Regions from separate parts of the Anas platyrhynchos genome. Here region 1 is linked to region 2. The links are chromatin contacts, called in public Hi-C maps. All regions are on one chromosome and are shown on one strand. Each heading gives the region's core, a stretch centred on a gene start, on an enhancer-like site or on the middle of the called end of the contact. The rest is flanking DNA. Distances are from core to core; before and after follow the strand shown. Region 1 holds the start of C24H1orf122 (chromosome 24 C1orf122 homolog). Region 2 holds the start of SNIP1 (Smad nuclear interacting protein 1).

Region 1 (3,032 bases), core at 165-2,664, 210 kb after region 2:
AAATAAAAGGAAATAACTGAGAAATCCTTGTTTTAGTGTTATGACTGACTTCCAATCATGAGCGCCCAGGGCTCTGGCAGCCTAGCAGAAGAATCCCACTTAGTAGCAAAAAGTGCCTTACCGAAACCGTCAGCGTGCTCGCCTGACTGCTGATGTTAGCACTTGTTAAAGCCAGGGGTCCAGAGCAAGCTCGTGCCAGCTCTCTAATAAAAGGGTGGTTTGGAATGCGAACGCCAACCAGCTACGAGGAAGAAGAGAGCACGGTTTTACATGCAGTCACCACAGACCATTTTTAATCTTGCCTTGCCTAAAGCCTTTGAACTACAGTTGACAGCACAGAGAATTAATATTCCAGCACCTGCTGCACCGGCAGTAATAACAGACGTGACTTCATGACGTAGCAAGTAACGCTAGGTTGTGCCACGCTCAGGTAAGCCACAGGGAACACAGCAACACAAGAATAAGTGTCAAAAAATGCCAATCGCTGCTAAGCATACCCAAAACGTGTAAGAATGAAAGCTCCTATGACAGAACCATAAAAACAGCATGCTGCCCACCAAAGACACGGAGGTGCATCCCACGGCAGAGACCTACCGAGGTGAAGGGATTCAAGTCCTTGTTGAGTTCTTCCGATCGCTTCAGGACCAGAGTTACAGGTCCGGGGAGCAGGTCCCGTAACAGCTCATCCGGCACGTTCACATGGCAGTACCTACGGAGGGAGAATCGGGCTATGAAGGACAGGTGAGAGGCAGCTGCAAGAGCCCTTCCCCATCAGCTTCACGCCCTGCAGGCCAATAAGAGGGGAGCTGCCTCTCTCTGCCCCAGGCTACCCAGGCAGCCCCGGCCCCTGGTGGGCAGCTCACCGGTAGATGTGCTCCACGTCCCCGAGGCAGATGGCCAGCGGCTTCCTCCCGTTGCGTCCCTTCAGGCCGTAGATGCTCCGCACGGCGCGGGAGTCCTGTGCCAGGCAGGCCACGCCGTACACCGTGTCTGTGGGCACCGCCACCAGCCCGCCAGCCTGCAGGGCACCGGCGGCGGCCGCCAGCACCTCCGCCCAGCCTGGAGACAGCGACGGGGGCTCAGCAGGAACCGGCCTCGCCCCCTCAGGGCCCCCTCAGGGCCCCCTCAGGGCCCCCTCAGGGCCCCCTCAGGGCCCCCTCAGGGCCCCCTCAGCCTCCCCCCTCCCCTCAGCCCAGGCCCGGCCGCGGCCTCAGCCTCTCCCCGTGATCCCCCCACGCACCTCGGGGGCTCGTCGGGGCGGCGGCGGCGGCACCGGGGAGCACCAGGGGGCTGCTGCAGGCGCGGCCCAGCCCCGGTCCAGGTCCAGGTCCCGGTCCCGGTGCCGGTCCCGGTGCCCCCTCCCCGCCCCTTCCCACCCCAGCCAGCGCCCTCAGCATCCGAGCAGCCTCTTCCGCTTCCGCCCGGAAGCAGCCGCGGCGTATTTCCGGCCGCCGTTGCCATGGCAACGCAAGCAGCAGTGAGGCCTGCGGGAGGCTCCGCTATGGAGGCGGCCGGGGGTAGCGAGCCGGAGCCGCGCCTGGTCGGTGCTGCCGGCCTGAGGGAGGGACGGAGCGGGACGGACCGGGACGCACCGGGTCCTGCCCGGCTCGCCCTGCCCCGCCCCGCCGTGACCCGCTGTTCTCCGCCGCCCGCAGGTGGAGCGGCTGCGGGGGCTGCGGAGCCTGCTGGAGGCCCGGCAGCGGCACCTCCGCACCCGCATCGCGGCCTGCGAGGAGCTGGCGGTGGAGCTGCAGGGGCTGAGAGCCGCCCTGGGCGCCGCCCGCCGCTCGCCGCCCGCTGTAAGCGCGGAGAACGGGGCCGCCTCTCCTCCCCCCACCCCCCCAGAGCCCCGTAGCCGGCTGTGCTGTGCTCAGTGGTGTTTTTCTTTTCCTTTCTCGCTCCCCAGGAACCCGCCCCGGGCGGCAGGAGGGCTCTGCCTGCGGAGGAGGAGGAGAAAGAGGAGGCCGACCCCTGAAATGCCTTGAAGGGACTGCGCTCCGCCTGCTCGGGGGGATTTCTCCGAGAGTTTGTCTTCGTACAGGGTCTGGGATGTGAGCACAGCTGTGCAAGCACAACTAAGAGGGACTAAGCGTTCAGCTAAAGGCTCCAAAGCTTTTTACATAACGCCAGGAATAAATTATAATAATAATACAACTCTATTATGAAGTCAGGGAATGTAGCTTATTCCCCCAGTTGTGGCCTTGGAATTTGCTTTCTTGTCTTGCACTGATATCATATCTTGCTCGATTTGCACTTAAAGCAAGATTGGGGGTTGTTATCAGATGCCCTGCCTAAGAAGAGGCTGGCTGCTGCTCATGTGGAGGCCATAGATCTAAACAGATTGTGCTAGTTTGTCTCAAGTGTTGACTCTTTCCCTGAGTCCACTGTTAACAGGATCAGGAACAGTTAATGACTAACTCGATGTTAAAAGCATGAAAGCTGTGAATTGTTCTGTGGGCAGTGACCCCGATATCTCTGATAAGGGGGCTCCTGAAGTAAAAGATGCGTGAGCTGAGGTGCACGAACCAGCCACAGGTTGCAGCGTTCATAGGTCTGCAGCTGCCTTTCACCTGCATTTTTTGCACAGGAATGTTTTGCTGCCCTGAAGCCTGATTCATGCAGTCTGTGTTCCTTGTAGCTGGTAACATCCTCTGAGTTCCCACTGTATTTATTGCAAAGTGCCTAACGACTAACACCTTCCACTCAAGGATGCTAAAGCTGCCATCTGGACCAGAGGAGGCTCGTTTTTTCTCATCTGTACATCTTCAAATGGTTTGTGTTGTATTTATGTTTGCCATAAATTATAAACCCTGCCTCGAGCACAGCTGCTGATTGCAGGAAAGGGGCTACACAGGAGCTCGCTGTTAGCAGAAATGAGCAATTTGTAGATTCACAACAGCTGCTCTAACTCTGAGCCATCCCTGACTGAACTGAGGTTATGAAGTTTTTTCCTGAATGCTGCTGGTGGGGGAAGGCAGGAACTGACTGGGTTAAATGCTGTTGTCTGTCAGAATGTGGAAATCACTTCGTGT
Region 2 (2,717 bases), core at 64-2,563:
CTTTCTTTACCGCAGCTTTGTCTTTTGGTTTGTTATCAGACTGCCCGAGTTCTGGATTCTGGTCAACGCTGCTCCCTTCGTTGTTTTGCCGGTGCTCTCGCCTTCTCTCGTTATAAAACTCTCTCTCTGCTTGCTGCTCACGTATGTTCTGAGCATCCCTCTCTCGCTCGTGGCCTCGACCTCCAGGCCTTTCACTGGGATTTTTCCTTCTGTCTGCGTGATCTCTGTGCCTATCTCTGTCACCACTTCTGTCTCGCCTGTGCTCCTGCTCTGATGGGTATTTCTGCTTTCGCTCCTCATTTCCTCTACGAGGATGTTCGTCTCGCTCCTGTAGGGAAGGAGCACTTAGGGTGAGGTATTAGAATTAGATCAAAGACGCAGAAAATTTACTTTGGCAAAAGTGACCAAGGCTGGACTCACAAGCAGGCAGGAACACTGAACTACTTACAGCAACACTCGAAGCGTGGAGCAGTGAGACGTTACCCTATGAGAATCTTTTTATTCTCGAGGCATTTTTACAAGGATTTGAGGAAGAAAACTGCCGGACCTGAAGCCAGTTTCCGGACCTCCCCCAGCCGAGCCTCTCGGAAGCCGCAGGAGGAGCCCGGCGGGCCGAACCAAGCCGCGGACAGCGCCCAGCACCGTGCCCGCCCGTTAATCCGTTAACGCCTCCATTTACCTGCTTCACCTTCACCGTGCCGTGGTGCGGGCTGCGGCTCCGCCTGCCGCGCGGGGACCTGCTCCGGCGGCCGGTCCGGCTCCGCCGCTTGGGCGACCTTTAAGGCAAGGAGAGGAGGAGCCGTGAGAGGCAGGAACCGGGCCGGGCACAGCGCCGGGCCCGCAGCCACCGGCCGGGCCTGCCTACCTGCTGCTGCCCCCGCGGCCTCCCCGCCGCTCGTCGGTCGGCGGCGACTGGCTGCCCCCCCGCGCCGAGCGGGACGCGGAGCGCCGCGGGCTGCGCTTTTCGGCCTTCACCGTCACCTCCCCGCCGCGCCGCCGCTGCTCGGCCCGGTGCTGCCGCTCCGGCCGCCGCCGCTGCTCCGCCGCCTCCTCCATGGCGCCGCCGCCGGCCGCCACCGCCGGAAGTGAGCTCCGCTTCCGGCCCTGCCCCGGAGGACTTCCGCCGGGGCGTCCGGTAGCTCCGCACGGCGCATGCGCCTTAGGGAGACGCACGGGGCGGGGTCTCCATAGCAACAACGCAGCCTCCAGGGCGGTGGCGCTGTCTCCATAGCAACAGCGCCGCTCCCCCGTAGCAACAGCGCCGTTTCCATAGCAACAAGGGCGCCGCCGCCACAGCGAGAAGGGCGCCGCCATGATCCCGCCGCCGGACTCGCTGCTGCGCTACGAGCCGCCGATGCTGGTCAGCCGCCGCAGCGAGAAGCGCTCCCCGGAGGTGAGCGGGGCCCGGGGGCGCGGCTGAGGCCTGAGGGAGCTGCCCGAGGCCCGGCCCGGCCCCACAGCGCTCTGTGTCCCCCCGCACAGGCCCGCCCGCTGAAGGGGACCCCGCAGACGCCGCCGCAGCCCGGCCCCGTCCCGCAGCCCCGGCCCCGTCCCGCCGCTTCCGCGGCCGCCGCCGAGGGCAGGCAGCCCCAGGAGCTGCTGAACGCCATCCTGCCGCCGCGGTGAGACCGGGGGGGGAGCCGCCGAGATGGCCCCGGTGGGCCTCCCGGCGGTCCCCATCCATCCCCCGCCTTCCCGCTGCTTTTTGGGTGCAGGGAGTGGGAGGAGGACAAGCAGCTGTGGGTGCAGCAGGTGTCCAGCGTGCCCAGCACCCGCCTGGACGTCGTGCAGCTCCAGGAGCAGCTGGACCTGAGGCTGCAGCAGCGGCAGGCGCGGGAGACCGGCATCTGCCCCGTGCGCAGGGAGCTCTACTCGCAGTGCTTCGGTCAGTACTGGTGGGCACAACAACACCGCTCCTCTCCTTCTGCCTCAGTCCCTGTCTGCCCCACTGCTGCTCTTGCCAGGTTTCACACAGCCTTGAACCCCGCAAGAGGGGATACCAGGCCGTGGTTGCCTTTCCCTGCCCCCCAGCAGTGCTCTGCAGCTGACTGTGTGACTCTTACACTCCCAGCCCATGCTGGGAGCTGTTATAGATGTAGCATTTTAAGTGTCCCATTATTCACAAAGCTGCCACAAAAATGACTTGTTTTAACACTAATCTTATGTATATGTAAAAGATGCAAAGAGTCTTAATATTGCTTTAGTTGTTTATAACCCCACTTGTTAATTTAAACTAACCTAAAACAAAGCTTTACTCTTTAATACTCTAATATCCTCTGCAAAACTCCTGAATACTTTTACTTCTCTGATGACCTGGAACTGATCTTCCAAATGCCGGATGAGCAGAATTCTTCTGGAGGCTCTTGCCTCTTCTGACAATTGCATAAAATCATTACAAGTATTAAGGGTTTTGCTATTATGATTTCCCTGGGACAGAAACACGTGTTACCAGAGTTTCTATACACCACACTGCTTCATGTCAATGGATTTATTTGCTTGCACTTCGTGCTGTAGCTGTAAAGTAACAAAATCAAAATTAGGACCGTCTCCCATAAACCAATGTTGCTCTTGTGGTGCAAATAATAAGTAAAAAACAAGAATTTCTGGACCCTGTGCATCTCCAGCATTCCCAGATAAATGCCAGGTAGTTACTCAGTAATTTGTACCTTTTCTTTAAAGATGAATTGATCCGTGAAATTACAATTAACTGTGCGGAG

The links. Hi-C and Micro-C count contacts between places; a contact is called where the count stands out from the background.
Region 1: a Hi-C map of liver shows a contact between it and region 2, with 1.9 times the contacts expected there. The contact joins the promoter of C24H1orf122 here to the promoter of SNIP1 in region 2. A contact is called at or near these places in 3 of 8 Hi-C or Micro-C datasets (liver, skeletal muscle and subcutaneous adipose tissue).

What each region holds. Positions count from the first base shown.
Region 1 is chr24:3,168,909-3,171,940 of IASCAAS_PekinDuck_T2T, forward strand. C24H1orf122 (chromosome 24 C1orf122 homolog) reads left to right here and starts at 1,415. Exons shown (of 3, transcript XM_072027546.1): 1 at 1,415-1,540; 2 at 1,656-1,799; 3 at 1,907-2,440. The coding sequence starts at 1,460. The coding sequence ends at 1,975. It overlaps YRDC (yrdC N6-threonylcarbamoyltransferase domain containing), which reads right to left and starts at 1,412. Exons shown (of 5, transcript XM_072027544.1): 1 at 1,241-1,412; 2 at 864-1,059; 3 at 595-709. The coding sequence starts at 1,397.
Region 2 is chr24:2,955,206-2,957,922 of IASCAAS_PekinDuck_T2T, forward strand. SNIP1 (Smad nuclear interacting protein 1) reads right to left here and starts at 1,314. Exons shown (of 4, transcript XM_027444059.3): 1 at 866-1,314; 2 at 680-776; 3 at 1-328. The coding sequence starts at 1,314. DNALI1 (dynein axonemal light intermediate chain 1) reads left to right here and starts at 1,253. Exons shown (of 6, transcript XM_027444060.3): 1 at 1,253-1,393; 2 at 1,483-1,622; 3 at 1,716-1,885; 4 at 2,680-2,717. The coding sequence starts at 1,313.